2 separate regions of the Gossypium arboreum genome follow, and region 2 is linked to region 1. Evidence: chromatin contacts called from public Hi-C data. All regions are on one chromosome and are shown on one strand. The core of a region is the stretch at or near the end of the contact, and the rest is flanking DNA. Distances in the headings are between cores, read along the strand shown.

Region 1 (3,906 bases), core at 451-2,950:
GAAATCTCTCCTCACACTAATAGTTTTCGAGTCAAACTCAAACTCCACCACAGCTCCCATTTTCGTCGATTTGACGTTTGCCTCCACTCCTAGAGAATGGACTGACCTCACTAATTTTATTGTGCCGCCACATTTTCTTCATCTGCTCTAGTATACGACCATTGCTTCATTGATTTCCTCGCAACAGATTTTAGCTTTAAACTCTTTTTACCCAAGAAATTTAATTTTGCCTTAAGAGCCAACGAATATGGTAACTCATCCTCGGGTAGGTCTTTAACCTTTAGTGTAACCTCGATACACTCGTTAATACTATGCCCTATCTGTCCACACCCAAAGTAAACTCCATGCAAATTTTCATGGACCCAAATTCTCTATTGCGACTCAGTTAGAATAAAAATCCCCTTCTTAAAGGTGTTTGCACATTCATCTACAATTTAATCCTATAAAAATCACCTTTGACTTTCGATCTAAGCACTCCCCTAGAGGTGGATCCAATTGCATGCATAAGATCCTTTCAATCACACTCTGGGGGACAAGGACCCCCTTTGACCCAAAAAAGAGACGCCACTAATCTATTTTGCTTCGTTCCATCGATTCCAATAATTTATCAAAAATAATCAATTGCCATAAAAAAAGCCATGATTGTCCCTCCAAAGTCAACTCCAGATCCTCTTCATCTTCAAATGAAATTTAAAACAAATTTTGTCTTGTAACCTATATCTCAAATTTCTTTTTAGTCTGCCAAATACTTTTTAATTAAGCCTGAAAACTATCTGGATTGTGAGATTTTTTAATCCACACAATGCATAACAACGTCAGTTTTTCATCTAGAACTACCAGCAAGCTTTTAACGGACGACTGAATCAGTTCCTCCTTCAAAAGAGAGATCTCATCCTTCTCCATTCCCTTTAAAGTCACCACTTTACTCAGACCCATCCACAGGCAGTGCTATTTATCTAAGAGACTAAGAGAGAGCATTCTTGACTTTTTTGGAGTTTACAATATAAATTCAATACAATTATAATATAATTACAAATACATGCCTAATAAACTATAAAGTAAAATCAAATTAATATATAACACAAATAAACTAAGAATCCTAATAATTTAGACTAAAATCAATCCATCAAAGTAAAACTCACATAAAATAAAACTAGGAGCTTAAACAATTATATATAACAAGACTTGTACCTTAACTATTCAAATACCTATATATTACAATTATAACTATCAATTAATAACATAAATAATGTTTTTAAAACCCAATATCTACTTTCAATTTCTTTTACCAAACAAAATTAAATTTGCAATTATTTGTCATGTCTAAATAACATTTCAAATATATAAATTTAAAATTGATATTTGTATTTTCAATTTACACCAAAAGAGAATACAAAAAGTAATATTATTTTATAGGTGGTATTGGTGTGCCAAGTGGCACTAATAAAATTAAAAAAAAGTGAAACAGAAGAATAAACTACTGAAATTCTTTTTGCTTTTTTTCTTTTTATGTTACTTATTTTTAATTTTCACTGATGCCACCTAATATACCGATTGCATCCATAAAATATTTTTTTATATTTTCTCATGTATATTTAAAATACAAATATTTTTTTAAATGATTGATGCTACAAATATTATTTTCACTCATATTTTAAAAATATATAAATGGCACTTGACACAATCATGATATCAAAATTTTATTTTCTTTAAAACCAAATGATTAGTTAAAGATGCTAACTGAAAAGTAGATGGTGCCATCTAACCAATCGAGGACGCCAAATTACATTGTTCAAAATAGGTTATTTCCTTAAATAATTTTTTCCTTAAGTCATTTTGTTAATTAATTTGTTTTTTTAAGGTTATTTGTATAAAAAAAAAAGCCAAACCTTCCTTTTTTTCCTTCCTCCTCTTTCTCCGCTGTCGCCACCACCGCCGTCACCACTAAAAATCTGAACCCTAATCCTAAATCCCATCTTATATTGTTCCAAATGTCACACCTTGACAACATTCCATCCACTCCTGGCAAATACAAACCCGACAAAGCTTTCCGTTTCAACTCCTCCGCCGCATCTTCCTCTCTTTCCAAGCTAACCCTTTATTACCCTTTTCCTTTCCGTCCTCCTTATCTTCCTCCTCCTACTTTACTCCCCTTCTTCCAAACCATCGTTGCGCCGCCACCTATCTACTGGGTCCCACCGCACCCCACTCTCTCTTTCCCACAAACTAATCCGCAAATCTGCCCGTCCTCGCTCTACCACCGGTAACACCGTCCTTGTGACCGGCGCCGCCGGTTTCGTCGGAACCCATGTTTCCCTCGCTCTTAAACGCCGTGGAGACAGTGTCCTTGGCCTTGACAACTTTAACCATTACTATGATCCAACCCTGAAAAGGGCTCGCCAGAAGATCCTCGAAAAAGCTTGGGTTTTTGTCGTCGAAGGCGACATCAACGACAAGGGTCTTCTCGAGCAACTGTTCGATGCCGTTTTGTTTACTCACGTAATGCATTTAGCAGCTCAGGCAGGTGTTCGTTACGCTATGCAAAACCCAGGATCTTATGTTCATAGTAACATTGCTGGATTTGTGAACTTACTGGAGTGTCGAAATCGGCCAACCTTCAACCGGCAATTATCTGGGCATCTTCAAGTTCGGTATACGGCTTGAATTCTAAGGTCCTATTTTCAGAGAAAGATAGAACTGATCAACCTGCTAGTTTATATGCTGCTACAAAGAAAGCTGGTGAGGAATTGCGCATACTTATAATCATATTTATGGACTTTCATTAACTGGATTGCGATTCTTCACGGTTTATGGTCCCTGGGGTCGGCTCGATATGGCATATTTATTTTTCACTAAAGATATAATGAAAGGTAAAACTATCACTGTATATGAATCACCAGATAAGGGTAGTGTGGCTAGAGATTTTACCTATATCGATGATATAGTGAAAGGGTGTTTGGGAGCATTGGATACGGCAAAGAAGAGTACAGGGAGTGGGGGAAAGAAAAGAGGGCCTGCACAATTGAGGATTTTTAATTTGGGGAATACTTCGCCTGTACCTGTGAGTACGTTGGTTAGTATATTGGAGAAGATTTTAAAGGTGAAAGCTAAGAAGAAAGTAGTGCCATTACCAAGAAATGGGGATGTGGAGTTTACACACGCCAATATTACCTTAGCAATGATGGAGCTCGGTTACAAGCCGGCGACTGATTTGGAGGCAGGGTTGAAGAAGTTAGTGAGATGGTACCTCAGTTTTTATTCGAGGTCAAAGAAGAAGAGTTCTTAGTGAAACTTTCTCATTTTTTTTTTCTCATTTTAGTTGATATTGATTACTTCTATGTTGTGTTCATTTGGTGGTTTATTGAGCATTTACTTCATCGTATGCTTGATATAATCATGCAAGTAGGGGTGCTATTCTGCTTTGCCTGTAGGGTGGGCCTCTCGTCCCAATTCGTAGTGATGGAAAGCTAGCAGCATTTTAGTTGTTATTCCACGTGTTGCTTTCTTTTCTCTTGGAAGCTTCTTTTAGCAGTTTTAAGCCTTGTACAGTTCATGACTGATGGATCGAAAAGATGTTCTGAATGCTGGTTCATTTTGTTTTCTCAACCGTACAGTTATTTCAATAAAATTGCAACCGCTGCAACGTGCTTTTAAATGATATTTTGTCTATAGAATTCCCCTGGTTTTGCCTACCAGTTTTGGTTGGAAAATCTTGAAGACGTATGATGTCTTAACTTGTTTGTTTTGGCTGTATTCTTTACTTGGCCTTTAGAATGGTTATGTTGTCTCAAATCCTTAGCTATAACACGCAATTTTTAGTATGAAAAAGCACATGTTTTCAGAGCTTGTTGTGGAGAACGCAGTACACATCCTTAGGTTTTGCTTAGTACAAAGGATGGAAAAAAG
Region 2 (3,589 bases), core at 837-3,336, 270 kb after region 1:
ATGTAAACATAGGCGTCCATCAACCAGATTAGGCATTGACTTTTCAAATATTCTTACCCTATCTGAGTGAAGATGTGGTACAGATTAAGCATAAACTTCAATGGCATGAAGGAACTTCAAGTGCAAGGTTGGCTAACCAACAAGAAAGCAATTTCACTATTACATCTATTAACTGATTGATTTAGTTCTCATCAACATTGCAAAATGAGGACTAAACAGAGGAGGGAACAATTCATTAGATTGGCATATTTGATATGCAGAATGTTCGAAAGAGTAACGACACCAGTTCATAGGGTAAACTCAAAGCCCCAACTAAAAACTTCAAAAACTTATACCTAAAGTGCAGGGAACTGCATAAGCCAACTATCTGCAATCCTCAACTAAATTGTGTGTACTAAACTACAATACTACCATAAATGCATTTATTAAAGTGATACTGAAGAGTGAAAGGACTTGAACAGAAAACATGCTGATAACTTGCAGTGTTATCTTGCTACTGGGTTCAAATTCGTTGTTCTGGTTGTCAGCTGGCTGGAAGAAGATTACCAGAATATTAAAATTATATGGTAACCTAATACTGACTTACTCAAATAGTACTTATAAATCATACTATAATCTGATTATTGATTTAATGTATGTGAAAATTAGAAATAAAATCCTCATTCCTGGATAGACAGCCAAACTGTAAATATATTCAGTACAACTAATTTACCTTTTGCCTATACAAGTCCATGCCTCTTTCTTTTGCAGATGAAAATGTTACCCAACAACAAGCAGCCATAATAAAAGAGCATGAAAACGTAAATAACTGGGCATAAGAACATCCCCCCCTCCCTCTATATTAATACATGCTTACATTAATGTAATCTAACTTGTACTATAGAACTGCCGATTGAGCTTAGTTCATTTGGCATTGAGCGTGCTTAAGTGCGTTTTATCCTCCAATTTAAAAGTTGTATAAAGGAAACTAATATAAAAGAACTACAATAAAATATTTACGTGATTGCTTGTTAATAATAATAAAAATGTTCATCCACCAGAATCTACTCTGAAAATTTTAGGATGATAAATTGGAAATTCAATCCTTTTTCTGTCTTACCAACTATTTTAAATCCTTAAACATGAATTGAAGGAGACAAATGTTGAAGCAGATAATTAAAAGAAGAAATCAAACGTACCCATAACCAGGCAAATCCACTATATACCAACTTTTATTCACCAAGAAATGATTAATAAGCTGTGTCTTCCCTGCATATTCAACAATCCCACAACAACGATAATAACAAAAATAAAAAATAAACTCAGAAATGGGGATGTAAAAGAAAGAAGAATTTTAAACTTTAAGGAGAAAAAAATTGAAAAATATACCGACCTGGTTTCTTTGAAGTAAGAGCAACTTCTTTTTTCCGAACCAAAGCATTAATAAGTGAAGATTTGCCCACATTAGACCGACCCAAGATTGCAAACTCGGGTCGGTCATCTTTGGGGCAATCCTTAGCCCGACCGCTACTCTTCACAAACTCCACTTCCTTAATCTGAGAATGACCCGCATAAGGTCCGACTACAATGTTGGAACCCGGCAATATCATTTCATCCGTTACGTCTTCCGGGTCGACCCCGGGTGGCACGAACAACACCGTCTTCGCAAACCGCGCCCGTTCGGACATCGGTTGCTTGGCGGCCCTTGAAGCTGACACGTCGGGTTTCGATTCGGGGCGCTTATGGGTTGAGTGAGAGATGGTTTTGTTGAAAGAGAAAAGGAAAGATGCTGATTTGGGAAGTGGAGAAGGAGGAGACAGAAACAACGTGAGACTAAGAGACAAGAGACGATTTCGAAGGAGCATTTTTTTTTTTATTGGGAAGGATTGATTAACAACTGTTGAAGTAAGTAGCTTTATTTTTTGAGCCTCTAAGACTCTTAACTTACATGAGCTTAAGCAGCTGGAATTTTTGTTTGTTTGCCGAGGAAATTGAAAGAAAGAGAAGGGAAACTATAGGGCCTGTCCTCGGACCTAAACTTTAAATAATTATATTTTCTTCTGGGTTTTCTAGTTTGAACTTGGGCTTGAGGGTGAAAACGAAGTTGTTTCAGAAAGAGTTTGCCACTAGTATTTCTATTTGGGTCATCTAACAAAATGTTCCCATACTATCAACAAAATTCTATATTGGTCCTAAACTTTACAATGTTCTGATTAAAGTAGTTAGAACTGTACCGGTGGAGATACTCTTTTTCTACTCATACCGGAATATATTAGTATATGTATTTTTTCAAATTTATTATTATTTTTAAAAATTATTTTATATATATTTATAAATATCAAATATAATATTAAATAAATCTTAAATATAAAATACTCTCCAATAAAATTCAAAAATACAATCAATCATTAAATAAACTCAAAATAAATAAGTTAAAAAATTATTCCATATCTTAACTAGAAAGACTATCTCATACTATGCATGTATTATATAATCATTTGACAAATCAAAAATAAATAATAAAATTTTAAATTTCAATTTTGTATCAATTAGTACACCATATTTCGATTGGTACATCATATTCCAACTATTAAGGACAAAACCAATCGGTATGATTGATACTGATAGAAAGTTGCATTGGAATGAAATCTAATTTTTTTTTTTTTTAGTTTATTACCACAACAGAGCATTTCGACCAATACAGATGATACCGGAATGAAATTGATTACCTTGGTTCTCATTAAATTCTCAAAATACCAATATTATATTAGTCATATACTTCTATCAACCTACTCACCAATTTAAGCATTAAATAGAGTTCATATTTAACATGGAGCATAGTTAAATGACACGATCACATTATAAGTAATGTAGCATAATTAACATAAATCTATCATGTTTAAAAAGTACTACTAAAAAATTAAAAAATTATTATTTTTAAAACACATCAAATCTAAGTGATTTATGCAATAGATAGATATATATTTGTAAGTTTTCACGTGTTTTAAACTAGCATTTAATGCTTAAACTAACATAAAATAAAAAGCTTAATTGGTACAATATTTGTAACACCCTATATCTGGTCCGGTCATTGAACCCGAGTTACGGGTTAAAGAATTGGGTTAGTAAATCAGGAATTAGTAAATCAGAAACCATAATTAGGTTAGATAATTAAAAAACTAGGGATAGTTAAATAAAATATTAAAATAATTAGAATTAAAAAATTTAGGTTAAGAAATTAAAATTAAATATTCGGGAATTAATTTGGTTAAAACGAATTCTAAAAACGAGACTTGATTTGAAAATAATTTTGAAATTGGTTTTAATTGAAAACCAAGTTGAAATTGGTTTTAATTGAAAACCAAGGACTAATTTGAAAAAGAAAGAAAATTGTAGGTGGTCAAAAGGGCAAATGCCAATTTTTAAAATCAGGTAGGCTATTTAAAACCACCCATGTTTCTTCCCTCCCATTCTTCATCTCTTCAAAAAAATTTTCCAAACACCAATTCTTTTTTTTCTCTCGAAATTAGTTCATCCTTTTTATTTCTAAGCTTTCCAAACATATAATCTCCTTTCAATCTCAAAGAATACTTATGATTTCATCCTCAAT

The links. Hi-C and Micro-C count contacts between places; a contact is called where the count stands out from the background.
Region 2: a contact with region 1 is called in a Hi-C map of leaf, with 3 times the contacts expected there. The contact joins the promoter of LOC108465553 here to the promoter of LOC108482147 in region 1. A contact is called at or near these places in 2 of 5 Hi-C or Micro-C datasets (both in leaf).

The regions. Positions count from the first base shown.
Region 1 is chr11:41,939,822-41,943,727 of ASM2569848v2, forward strand. It overlaps LOC108482147 (UDP-glucuronate 4-epimerase 5), which reads left to right and starts at 1,701. Exons shown (of 4, transcript XM_017785261.2): 1 at 1,701-2,101; 2 at 2,103-2,596; 3 at 2,599-2,745; 4 at 2,748-3,658. The coding sequence starts at 1,992. The coding sequence ends at 3,286.
Region 2 is chr11:42,204,473-42,208,061 of ASM2569848v2, forward strand. It overlaps LOC108465553 (GTP-binding protein At2g22870), which reads right to left and starts at 2,087. Exons shown (of 4, transcript XM_017765902.2): 1 at 1,373-2,087; 2 at 1,179-1,248. The coding sequence starts at 1,844.